2 separate regions of the Mus musculus genome follow, and region 1 is linked to region 2. A link is a contact called in public promoter capture Hi-C data. All regions are on one chromosome and are shown on one strand. The core of a region is the stretch at or near the end of the contact, and the rest is flanking DNA. Distances in the headings are between cores, read along the strand shown.

Region 1 (6,210 bases), core at 3,459-5,958, 910 kb after region 2:
AGAACTTGTATGCTCCTCCCAAACACTTGCTGTGTCTTCTCAGGCTTTTCCCACCATTCAGCCAGGAGCCTAACAAAATTCCCCACAACCCCATCGCTGCTTGCCTCTTCCTTGATAGCTCCTCTTATTAAGGCAGATGTGACATCTGATTAGGTTGCCCAGTGAGAGCAGGGTCTTAACCCACTGCAGTCTATACAACTGGGCTCCTCGCATGCCTCCTCCTTGCAGTGCCCCTCCCTTGCCCATTCTGGGCTGGCCATATATGCCACCTTCTTTTTGTCACCATTTCTTGAGCCAGGCTCTTCTGCTAATTTCTCTAAGACAGATCCTTCCCTTAGACAGAGCTGGTATGTTCTCTGAAATGTCGTCTGATCTGCAGGTCTAGCTGGGCACTTCTACTTGGATAACTACAGATAAGCCACCCCCAAGTCAGAACACAGCTCAACAGAAACCACACAGGTCCAACCTGGGCTTAAGCTGCCTGTGCAATGACCTCCAGCCTCAGGGTCCCCCCCCCCCTTTTCTTCTGTCCTGAGATGCATCGGATGCCAGTATGTGCAGACCTAGAAATGAATCACTCCTACTCAAGAAGTATTTTGGTCAGATATGAGTAGATACCACTGAAAGTTCCAGTAAGGGCTGTCCTAGTCTCAACAGAACTGCTCTCGAGCTGAGTAATGCAGCTGCCCTGCCTTGGCCTTGGAACCCTTGTTGCTTGTGAACCTCAATTGAGGAAGGCAGCCTTCAATTAAGAGAAGCTATAGTCTCCTTTTCCCCTCTCTTCCCATTTTGGTTTCCTCCTCTGTTTCTGGGGTATCCCATGGAATTCTGCCTCTAGTCAGGATTTGAATGGTTCTGAAAGTTACTTTTCTACAGGAATCCAAGAAAGTTCTCTTGCCCTCTGTTGAATACCAAGACCGCCACAGTTAGCCCTACTGTGCAAGATGACTGGGCATGCTTCATCAGTGACAGCCTATTAGCAGAGCTGCATGCTGCAAAGACTCATTCATGAGAATTCCCCTATAGGAACCTTAAAATGTTAAGCCAGAGCTGAAGGAGGAAAATCAGACTGGAGCCAAAGGCAGGATGCCCGGGGAAGATATCAGGGGAATTCTGAAGCCACAGAATTCACCAGAAGGCATGGCCTTATACCATCCCAGGGAGTCTGGAAGAAAAGAATGGAACAGAGGAAACTCTGTCTCTCTGGACTTGTACCACCTGAGTCCCAGATAATTTTACAAATACAAGGCCTGTCTCTTTTTCAGAAAACATGCTTGTCACAAAGTGACAAAAACTGAGAAGAAAAAAGCAGAAAAAATTGAAAAAAAGAATTTGAGATCCCAAACCAAAATATATATGTGTGTGTGTGTGTGTGTGTGTGTGTGTGTGTGTGTGTGTGTGTGTGTGTATACTTTCAATATAGCTCAGACTACCTTGGAACTTTTTTGAAAAATGATATTCTATGTCTTTTGTGTACATGTGCACATATGTGTGCATTCTCATGCATGAGCTACCTCCTACTTGAGGAGATCAGAGAACAATCCAAGAGTTAGTTCTTTTTTTCCATATGTGAGTCTTGGGGATGAAACTTAGGACGTCAGACTTGGTGGCAAGAGTCAGAGTGCCTTTGCCTGCTGAGCCATCTTGCTGGTCCTATCTCTAGACTTCTGACCATCGTTGCCTTGGCCTTCCAAGTGCTGGGATTCCAGTTATGTAGTAACCAGCTTTAAATATATATATATATTGTGCAGAGTATGTGTCTGTTTGCTTGGCTAATCTTTGTTTTTGTTTTGGAGACAGGGTCTCTCTCTATAGTGTTGGGTAATGCAGACCAAATTGGCCCTGAACCCACAGAGATCTACCACCCTCTGCCTGCTGAGTGCTGGAATTAAAGTCATGCATCCAGCTGTAAAAAGGTTTGTTGCTGTCATTATTTTATCCTGTTCTGCTTTTAGTAAGATTTCAAACCTTAACTGGAATGGAAAGGTGGAAGAAATCTTGAAGGACCTGAATAGAGACCCCTGCTGGGCAGGCAGCTCTTTCCCCACAGACACCCCAAGTTCTGTCATGAAAGGCCCACAGACTTGAGGTTTGATGCTTAGCCTACAGTCACTGGGAAATGCAAATTAACATAAGAAGGATACAGTCCGTTCAAGACCACAAAATAGAGATTGATAAGATCGAGCGTCGGTTAGGATGTGGGAAGCTGCTACTGTCTTACACTGTTGTGTGAAAAGACATTGTCTTGCACACTGGAAGGCATGCCATTTCATTTCAGTGCACATCTGCTCTGTCAGCCACCAGTATTCTCTTACCTCTTCTCTAGGAAAGAACCACTCTTCCTCCCCAGGCAGCAAACACACAGAAGACAATGTTGGGGCCACGTGGTGGCGCATGCCTTTACTCTCAGCATTTGGGAGGCAGAAGCTGGCAGATGTATCAGTTCAAGACCAGACTGGTCTACACAACGAGTTCCAGGCTAACTGGGACTACATAGTGAGACTCCAGCTTATAAAAACAAACCAGAAGACACTGGTGGGAATCTCAGTGCTCATTCACCAGGGATGTGAAGACCTACTGTAGACACTGTAAAAGCTAAATCAAAACATTACAAAATTGGGTGTGATGGCACATGCCTGTAATATACTGAGCACTCACCAGTGGGAAGATTAGGTGTTTGCAGACATCCTTGATTACAGGGTGAGTTCAAGACCAATCTGAGTTACACAGACCCTATCTCAAAACAAAAACACAGACAAACTGAGCATGTGGACCAGTTGGTAGAGTGCTTGCCTAGCACACCCAAAGCCCCAAGCTCAATCTCATACACTGCATACATGGCATATGGTAGTGCATACCTGCAACCTAAGCAATCAGGAAGTGGAAGGAGAAGGACCAGTTCAAGGCCATCCTTGGCTACATAGCAAACTGGGGGCCAACCTGAGCTACATGAGACCTTGTCCAAAAAAAAAAAAAAAAAAAAAAAAAAGCAGTTGGTAGTACATGCCTTTAATCTCAGCACTCAGGAGACAGAAGCAGGCTGACCTCTGTGATTTCAAGGCCATCCTGCTCTACCGAGTGAATCTCAGGACAACCAGGGCTACGCAGAGAAATCCTGTCTCGAAAAATAATTAATTAATTGAAATAAATAAATAAAAAGAGAAACCCCTATATATTTCTATAAAAGTGATCCAAATACAGATATGCTTTTATAGATGCTGTAAATAGCAGTAAAACAAGAACATGCTTACAGCTTAGAAGATATTGGTATAAAACAATTAGCTCTATCATAGCATTTATACTTTTTTGTTTGGGGGCATTTTCACACATTCCAGGTAGTAGTAAGTACACGGCTTTAATTGTAAAACATGTTTTCACAGGCCTGTGAGATGGTTCTGTGGGTAAAGGCACTAGCTGCCAAACCTGATGACCTGAGTTCTATTCCTGGAACCCACAGGGTCAAAGGAGAGAACCAACTCCCAGAGTTGTCCTTAAACCTACATACTCATGTAAGAATGTGCCATGCCCTGATCAAAAAATGTTTCGACTTAGTAGGAGAAAAGAAACCAAACCTCCCCACTTTCACATCCTACTTTTTCCTTCATCTTCCAGGGTCCTTGTTGCTCCAAACTCTTACCTTCCCCGAATGAGGGCTTCGGGCATGGGGGTGAGGTAGGGTAGGACGGCTCCTCTGCTCACTTCTGCCCTCTGCAGGGCAGGTGTCACACTGCCCACTGGAGATGAAAGGGACACCTTCCTACCATCTCTCTCCTGCCCTCTCTCCTCCCTTGTCTTCACACCTCTCTAGCAGAGACACCTCATGTCCAGCAAGCCTGCTGCTGTCCCTTGTCTCCCTCCCCCAGCTACCATTCAGCCATGCACTTTTTTCTTCCATGTAGACCTTAGGTTCCGTAAAGAAGATTATCTGAGTGGCTCTTCAAAGTCCTGTCTCCTTCCCACACACTAATGCCTAGTGTGGCATTGGCCCCTAGGAATTGTTCAGTTTTCCTAACTCATTGACCAGACTTATTTCTGGGGCTTTCAACTATAGAACCAGAGACAGCACTGACTTGCTCCTGGGACAAATATCCACCATGTGCTTGCTCCAGGGCACCCAGCCCACATCACCAGCTGGCCAGACCCCCACCTTTGCTCTCATTCACCCCCTCCTCTCTTTCCTCAGCCCTTCCAGCCTACGGATGCACAAACAACCCGTTATCATCCTCTGGCAAAACAAGGGCATACTCAAGTTTCTCTATCCAGGACCCCCTCTGGGGCAGCAGTAACAGAACAGGAAAGGAACAGCTTTCTCTTGCTCCGGGTTCAACTCACGGATAATGAAGGAGCAAACTGCTCCCAACTATCGACTACCTGCGTTTGTGACGAGAGAAGCTCTAACTTTACTCTTCAGTTATCCACCCACCTGTGGATGCTTGCATATTTTAGTTGCCTCCTGTGCCCCCTCACTCTAGTTTGAGTTGGGGAATAAGGTGAGAGGTTGCCTTGTCCTCCTTTACTCTAGCCACTGCTCTCGCACAGTGTCCGGGGCTACTGTCATTCCCTTACCGTTGGGAAGGCTTGAAGCATCCCCAGGAACAGCAACCCCGCTGCGGTGAGTAGGGCGCTCATCTTGGCTTCCCGAGTCTCCAGCGCCTGGCCACCTGCCGGCACCCTGACTCTCCCGCGGTGAAATCACTTCTAATGTGACTGCGCCTTCCTAACCCTTCTTCGGGTTCAGCCCTAATCCTTCCCTCCCCCACCCTCTTACCACCTGTGATGCAGCGATCTGCCTGCCTGTGAAGCCTAAGAGAGAAGGGGCCACCACGTGCAGAGATGACTCAGGGCTAGCCACAGCGCACGCACGCAGGGGGCTCCCCTGCGTTTTGAATGATCCGCCCCGGATTTGAAGAGGAACCGGGAAGCCGGCTCAGCTCTAAAGGTACAGGACTCAGGAGTCTGAGAGGTACAGAATCCTGAGGCCTCTAGCCCCATTCCCCACCCCCAGGAAGGGTGAGATTCTAAGCCCACATCATCAGGATTCTTTGGAAGGGACAGAGTGAGGAGAGTTTCGAGAAAAATGAGCACTTCTTCATTGTAACATTTGCTGTAAAGTAAAGCCAGCCCTGCACGGGGAATGAATGGGCGAATAGAGAACAAATGGATGGAAGTGTGGGTGGGAGGATGAGGGAATGGATGGATGGGTAGATGGGTGAGGAAGATGAGAACAAATGCATAAATGGATGAGGGGATGGATGAATTGATGGATGAGTGGAAAGAGAACACGTGGATTGGAATATGGATGGATGGATGGATGGATGGATGGATGGATGGAAGCAAGGAAGGATGGATGGGCAGATGGGGTAGGTGAATAGAGAACAAATGAGTGATGAAGTGGACGGATGGTAAATGGATGAGAGGGTCACAGAATGAAGGGATGGGTGGATGGATGAAAAGATATCTGTGAATGGTTAAGTGAGTGGGAGGGTTGGGGAATGAATGAAGAGATTAGGTAATGGATATATGGATGGATGGGTAGATGGATGAGTAGGTAGATGATGGGAGGACTGATGAGATGAGGGAATGAATGGATATGGGGTAAAGGGGAAATGGATGCATAAAGCAATAGATGGATTAGTGGATGCCTGCATGGAGCATGGGTAGGCAGGTGGGTGGACTGACCAGTGAACGAACTATGTGAAGACTAGGGCATATGTTAATCAATCCACAGGTATCCCTGCCCTTTTTTGCCTGGTGGATATAGCTGGCACCCTGGAGCCTCACCTGAAGTCTGCCTTATTCTATTCCCCAAGCTGCTGTTCGAATGTGGGGCTCCTCGGACTCCAGGCTCTCCTGATTGCTTCTGTGAGTACTGGCAGCACATGGTCACTGCTGAGCACTGACTAGCAGGTGCTCACTGCTTTTGTCTGGTATTGCTTTGTTTTCAAACATAGAAACCAACACCGAGAAAACAGGCATGCTACCTATGTGCTCTAAAGATGGGAGAGTGGCTTCTTTCAAGCCCAGAATGATGCAAGGGCCTTTTGGCTTCCACATTTTAGTCTAGCTTTCAGTGTTGTTAGAGATTCCCACAGGGCACCAGCTGCCACTTCCTACCAGGATTTTCCAAAGTCCCTACGAACTTTCCATTTCACACATAGGCCTCTTTGAGGTCCACATCCTACCTGGAAAATCCACCCCTAATGTGCCACT
Region 2 (6,715 bases), core at 336-2,835:
TGCCTTGGCCTAGAGCTCTCTCTGCAGATCAGGCTGGTCCTAAACTTATGGAATCCACATGCTTCTGTCTCCTGAGTGCTGGAATTAAAAGTTCAGACCACTATACCTGGTTCTTTACAACCTTTAAAAAAATAACAACAAAATACTAATACTACTACTAATAATAATTTTGTGTTTTGGTTTTGAGACAGGGTTTCTCTGTGTGTAGGCCTGGCTGTCCTAAAAACAGGCATCTTGGTCCATGTGTGTAATTTTAGCAATTGGAAGGTAGAGACGGGTCATCCCTTGGCTACATGGTGAATTTGAGGCCAGCCTGGAACCCAAGAGACCTTATCTTAAAAATTATGATGATGGGGGAGGGAAGAAGGAGGGGGAGAGGATGTATGAAACCCAGGGCTTGTGTATGTAGGCAGGTGCTACACTGAGCCACCTCCCCTCCCGGGCTCCTTTCACCTTATTTTAGAGCACATTCCTTCTTTTTAAAGTTGCTACATGTTGCTACAAGGGTAATTCTAGCACTCCAGTCTCGGAAAGGCTGAGTTTGAGCCAAGTATGGTTACATAGTCAGAACTGCCTCAAAACAAAAACTGGCTAGAACCAGTTCCAGAGGCTCTGCTGCCCCCTTTCTGTCCTCTGCAAACACCAGGCACTCACAGGGTAGATAGGCGTATGTTGGCAAAACACTCAATACATAAAATAAAAATAGTTTAAAAAAAAAAGAGAAATGTAAAACAAACGTTATGTTATGCCAGCCTCATGCAGACTGCATGGATTGCAACAGGAAGCCATGCCAGTTGGTTGTGGAAACAACTTTAACTCCAGCACTCAGGAGGCTAGGAGGATTTCTATGAGTTTGAACTCAGCCTGGTCTATATATAAAGTTCCAGGACAACCAGAACTACATAGAAGAGTGATCCTGTATCAAACGGCAGGAAGAAAGGAAAGACAGAAAGAAGATGCATGTTAGGAAAGTGACACACCCTTAATCATGACACTTAGTGAGAACGGCATATGGATCTCTGAGGTCACTCCCAGCCTGGTCAACAATGAGTTCCAGGACAGCCAGGGCTACTTAATGAGAACTTGTCTCAATAAGTAAATAAGTAAACAAACAACAAAAACCCAGAAGCCCGGAAGTGCTGAGCAATGTTATACACACCATTAATCTCAGCAGAGGCAGGCCGATCTCTGGGCAACCAGAGATACATAGTGACACCCTGTCTCAAAAACAAAAACAAACAAACAAAAAACAACCAACCAAAGGAGTTGGGCAAGTGCCTGGCTCACACCAATCCTTTAGGTTTGTGTAAATGCCTTCTGTGAAGCATGCTTGAGGTTCGTGACCCATTTTTAAGGATGCACACCGATCCTTAAGCTACTCCGGACCGTTCCTGAACTGCTAGAGACATAAGGTCTGTTTACTATGACACCTGTATAACTCTGGAGAGTCATGACTGCCTGTGGATGGTCATAAATACCTGCAATGAAGTCTCCGCTGAACTCCGGAGGCCAGAGATCTTCTACTGAAGTGGGCGTAGGAATATCCGCCAAAGAACTGAATTCCCCTGACCAGGGCAGACTAAGACTCCTCCTCCTTCTAGCCCCTCCCCTTTCCCCCTTCCTTCCCTCATTCCGTAAAAATGCGGCTGGTCTGTGCGTGGCTGTTTGCTTCTGTTTCTAACCCGAAGGCTTTCCAGACTTAAGGGTCAATTCAAAGACGCCAAGGTTTTAAAGTGTCTAATTGTAACTATCCTCTGAAGAAAACTAAGGCCTCTCACTCAGTTGAAAGGAACAGAAGCAGACAAACTTCAAGTCCTGGTGTCGTGGGTTATTGCAGGAGCAACACAAGTTTTACTTTTTAATATTTATTTTGTTTTGAGATAGGGTCTCTTACAGCCCAGACTTGGCCTCTAATTCACCTCTAATTCTGCTTTCATCAAAAAAAAAAAAAAAAAAAAAGAAATGCTGGAATCACAGGTGTGTGCCATCTTGACACAGTGATTCACACAGAATTGAATTCACGTGTGAGGGGTCTCTGCAAACACCCGTGCCAGCAGAGTGCGGATCAAAGATCCTTGAGAGGCCAGAAGAAAGTCTAGTTCAACAAGGCTCGGTTCAAACTTTGACACCTGTTAGTTTATTTATTTTACGTATATTTAAGTACAGCACAGTTGCTCTTGGTGAGGGAAGCTAATTGGTGATAATTAGCACAATCCTGTGTGCACAATAATAAAGCAAGGCTGCGCCGGGCGTGGTGGTGCACGCCTTTAATCCCAGCACTTGGGAGGCAGAGGCAGGCGGATTTCTGAGTTCGAAGCCAGCCTGGTCTACAAAGTGAGTTCCAGGACAGCCAAGGCTACACAGAGAAACCCTATCTTGAAAAGCAAATTAACCAAACAAACAAAAGCAGGACTGCATTGAAATTCTTTCTAAAGTACCTTTGACATCATCCATAAAGATGAGTATTGGAGATCGACTATGTGTGACATCATTGTAAGGGTCTGGGGGAGGGTCTGGTGTGGTCTAGTGCAAAGATCATCAGGGTATGGCTAACCACCCCTAGGACTCTAGCCTTCTGGGCAGAAAACTGGTTATACTTCTTTCACTTTGAAGAGACAGCCCTAGCTGTTTAACATTCCTGGTTTCCCTGATGCTCATAGGCGAGCACAAGAACTCCTACACCTGGTGCTCAACCTCTGAACTAAATTGCTGTGGAGGGAACCTGTTTTGCGCTTGAATGGCCCTGGGGGAAGCATTGAGGAGGTTCTGAGGGTCCACTGGTGAGGCGACTTGACTGATATTTGCCTAGATAAAACCCTCTCCCAGGTGGGAGGATTCCTGGAACAGGCAGATGTCCACACAAGAGGGGGAAACTTGAGGATCTGGGTTCCTATAGCACACACTGTTAGGCTTTGCCTTCCTAGGGATCCTGAAGGCCCAGCCTAGGAGAAATCAAAGCTCAGCAGGCTGGTAGGCTCAATCTTCCACCCTATGTTTTAGGGACCTCTGAGATACCTCCTTTCTCGAGTGACAAAACTGAGAGGAACAACCAACGTGACATCCAGTCAAGCCCTGCAGATACCAATGTTTTGCCTCAGAATCCATGCAGGAATTGATGTGTTTATATCAAGACAAAGAGGTATAAGATGTGTTCTATGGGGGTGTGGTGAGGTGTGGTGGAAGGAGGTGCCTCGGTGGGCCCATGCCAAGGCATCCTTTCCCCCTGAAGGATACACGATGGTATAGTATAGAATAGAGTTTATTCATGGCATGGGGAGGTGGGGGGAGTTAAGAGGGTAGTAGAGGCAGAGAAACACAGAGAGAGGGAGAAAGTAGAGAAGTAGAGGCCAGCCATGAACATGTGGAGAGAGGAGGGAAGGGAATGGGGAGAGAGGGGGACTAAGAGTGAAAGAGGCAAGAGTAAAAAGGAGAGGAGGGGGCAAGCAGCCCCTTTTATAAAAGGCCAGGCCTACCTGGCTCTTGCCAGTAACTGTGGGTCAGAATTTAGACAGAATGCTAACAGGAAGCCGGGCAGTGGTGGCGCATGCCTTTAATCCCAGCCTATCTCAGGAATATTCTCAGCATCAGCACATCTTAAGTTTACAACCAACCACACATACTTTCCAAAAACAGTCACCAAGGTGGAGGTAAGGTTAAGAGTTTGGTTTTGATTTTTTTTTCCTTTTCTTTCCTTTTCTTTCCTTTTCTTTTCTTTTCTTTTCTTTTCTTTTCTTTCTTTCTTTCTTTCTTTCTTTCTTTCTTTCTTTCTTTCTTTCTTTTTCTTTTCCAATTCACACTTGTCTTTTTATTTGTTTTGTTTGAGATAGTCTCTTGTAACCCAGACTGTCCTCAAACTAGCAAGGTAATCAAGTATGACCTTGGATTCCTGATCCTCCTGCCTCTGCCTCCTGAGTGCTGGGATGCCAGACATGTTCTGTACTAGGCACAGAGAGATTCTGAGTCGCAAACCTCAAGGCCTGTAAAATGCTGTCAAGATGGCTATCGAGGGTGGGAGTGCAGGCTTGGGCTAGCATTTGCCTTCTCTTCCCACCTGATTCCCAAGCAATTTTCTAGCTGAGCTCTAAAATCAAGACACCACTGTAACACGGCAGAGAGAAATGTAATAGCAAAGCTTTCTCCATCTTGTCTTGGCTGAAACCAGCTTTGGTTTCCACCTCCTGCTCTGACAAGTCCCTTGGGGAAGAGGGAAAGCACCCAGCCCTGTTCTAGAGACTCAGGGTCAAAATGCCCCAGTTAGTTCTCAGCTCTTGTTAAACTGCTTGTTTGTTTGCGTTCCCTTGCAATTGCCAAACAGAATTCAGGTTTTCTGTGTTCTTTATCTTCAAATACTCCCTGTACTATGGATTGGGGCTGCTCTGTGAGAAATGCTTCTCTTCAGGCATCACAGTCACCAGCTGGCTTATGAGACTCTTCTTTCTACCTTCCTTTCTTTCCTTCTTTTTTTTTTCCTTCTTTCTTTTTAAAAGACACACCAGAAGAGGGCATCGGATCCCATTATAGACGGTTGTGAGCCATGATGTGGTTGCTGGGAATTGAACTCAAGACCTATGGAAGAGCAGTTAGTCCTCTTAACCCCGTGAGCCATCTTTCTAGCCCACTACAGACTCTCAATTCTAATTTTGGCCATGGTCTTTGAGCCTTTACCTTGTAACAGAAACAGATACTTGTGAATGGATTCTGCTTTAGACCTGAGCCATTCTCTCTCTCTTTCTCTCTCTCTCTCTCTCTCTCTCTCTCTCTCTCTCTCTCTCTCTCTCTCTCGCTCTCGCTCTCCCCTAGGGTCTCACTATGCTCTGGATGGCCTGAACCTTGTTGTATTAGTCAGGGTTCTCTAGAGTCACAGAACTTATAGCTAGTCTCTATATAGTAAAGGAATTTATTGATGACTTACAGTCTGCAGCCCAATTCCCAACAATGATTCAGTAGTAGCTGTGAATGGAAATCCAAAGATCTAGCAGTTACTCAGTCCCACACCACATGGCAAGCAGGCAAGGAAGCAAGACTCCCTTCTTCCAATGTCCTTATATGGTTTCCAGCAGAAGGTGTAGCCCAGATTAAAGGTGTGTTCCACCACGCTTTTAATCCCAGATGACCTTGAACTCAGAGATCTCCCTGTCTTAATCTTCTGGAATCCATAGCCACTATGCTTCAAGATCTCCATACCAAGATCCAGATCAGAAACTTCTATCTCCCAGGCTCCAGATGAGGGTCACTGGTGAGCCTTCCAATTCTGGATTGTAGTTCATTCCAAATATAGTCAAGTTGACAACCAGGAATAGCCACTACACTTGTTAAGTAGATTAGGCGAGCCATGAACTCACCAAGATCCATCTGTCTCCTTCCAGAGTGCTGGGACTAAATTGTGTGCATCAGTCCCACCCAAGTTCCTAACTATGCTTATAGTCTTTATATATTAAAGATCAGCATCTACTATTGCCCAGCCTTGGACTCTATATTAATTACCTTGTGCCTTGATCTGAAAAAATATCTAACACAAAGAAAGAAAGAAAGAAAGAAAGAAAGAAAGAAAGAAAGAAAGAAAGACAGAAAGAAAGAAAAGAAAGAAAGAAAGAAAAAGAGAAAAGGGTCATTTAACTACTTGAGTTAGCCTAGTCTAGAATTACTTCACAGTGGTACTCACAGATGTCTCCTAGGTGACTCTAGATCCTGTCAAGTTGACAATTCGATATTAACCACCGCATGCTCAGTATTTTTATCTGAGTTAGGAATTACTATTGTGACCATTTAATAAATGAAGACAGATTCAGCAGTAACATTGTAGACCTCTGGCCTATTACAGCTAGGGAAACCTTTAAAGGATATCTGGGTCAGTGTTTAATATATATTTTCTTATTTTTATTTTTTTCTTTTCCTTCTTTCTCTTTCTTTCTTTCTTGCTTTCTTGCTTTCTTGCCTTCTTGCTTTCTTGCTTTCTTGCTTTCTTCCTGTGACAGGATCTTATTTGTGACAGGGCAAGAAAATGCAAAGGTTCCTCCATCTTGTATTCTTTCTGAGTCCGTTTCAGGTTTAACTAGAATTTGAGCTCCTTGATGGAGAAATTATCCAATGCTATTCTAGAAACCAAAGGTCAGGATGGCCTAGCTCTCTTGCCTCAGCTTCTGCTGAACTGCCTGAACTCCCTCCAGCTAATGGCTTATTTTAGCTTATGTTAAAATTTCCTCCTTCAATCTGCTTACTTCTGTGCAGACCCCTGCAGCTACCCAGCAAGATGTCAGGATGTGGTTTCTGCCTTTAAAAACCTGTCTATAAAGTGTGTGGCTATAAAGGTCATCTCTGGTGTCCTACACAAAGCATTATGTAGCTCAGGCTAGCCCTAAACTCACTATGTAGCTAAGGATGATCTTGAACTTATTCTTCTGCTTCCACCCATTGAGTGCTAGGACCAAAGATACACATCACATCAGTCAGCTTATGTCATACTGAGAATGGAACCCAGAATTTCACATGTGCTGGGCAAGCATGCCACCAGCATAGTTCCACCGCTAACTCTTTATCTTTTCACTGTAGAATCCATTATATCAAAGAAATCATATAAATACAAGAAAGAATAGCTTCTAAGAGTGATTGCCAGCTCTGGAGACAGTGGCAGCCTCTGGAAAATTTGTCAGAACAGCAATGGCAGTGACGGCCCTTTATCCTACTGATCTAGAAACTGTGGAGTGGGCCAGTGACC

The links. Promoter capture Hi-C pulls out the DNA fragments that hold promoters and counts their contacts.
Region 1: a contact with region 2 is called in a promoter capture Hi-C map of embryonic stem cells, with 4 times the contacts expected there. The contact joins the promoter of Tnfrsf8 here to the promoter of Pramel13 in region 2. A contact is called at or near these places in 9 of 39 promoter capture datasets (the 3T3-L1 cell line, the HPC-7 cell line, cranial neural crest and 5 more), 1 of 484 Hi-C or Micro-C datasets (embryonic stem cells), 3 of 115 datasets of contacts at active chromatin or transcription factors (embryonic stem cells and epiblast stem cells) and 1 of 9 other capture datasets (embryonic stem cells).

The regions. Positions count from the first base shown.
Region 1 is chr4:145,310,456-145,316,665 of GRCm38.p6, forward strand. It overlaps Tnfrsf8 (tumor necrosis factor receptor superfamily, member 8), which reads right to left and starts at 4,709. Exons shown (of 13, transcript NM_009401.3): 1 at 4,567-4,709. The coding sequence starts at 4,629.
Region 2 is chr4:144,406,879-144,413,593 of GRCm38.p6, forward strand. It overlaps Pramel13 (PRAME like 13), which reads right to left and starts at 1,586. Exons shown (of 4, transcript NM_029948.2): 1 at 1,479-1,586.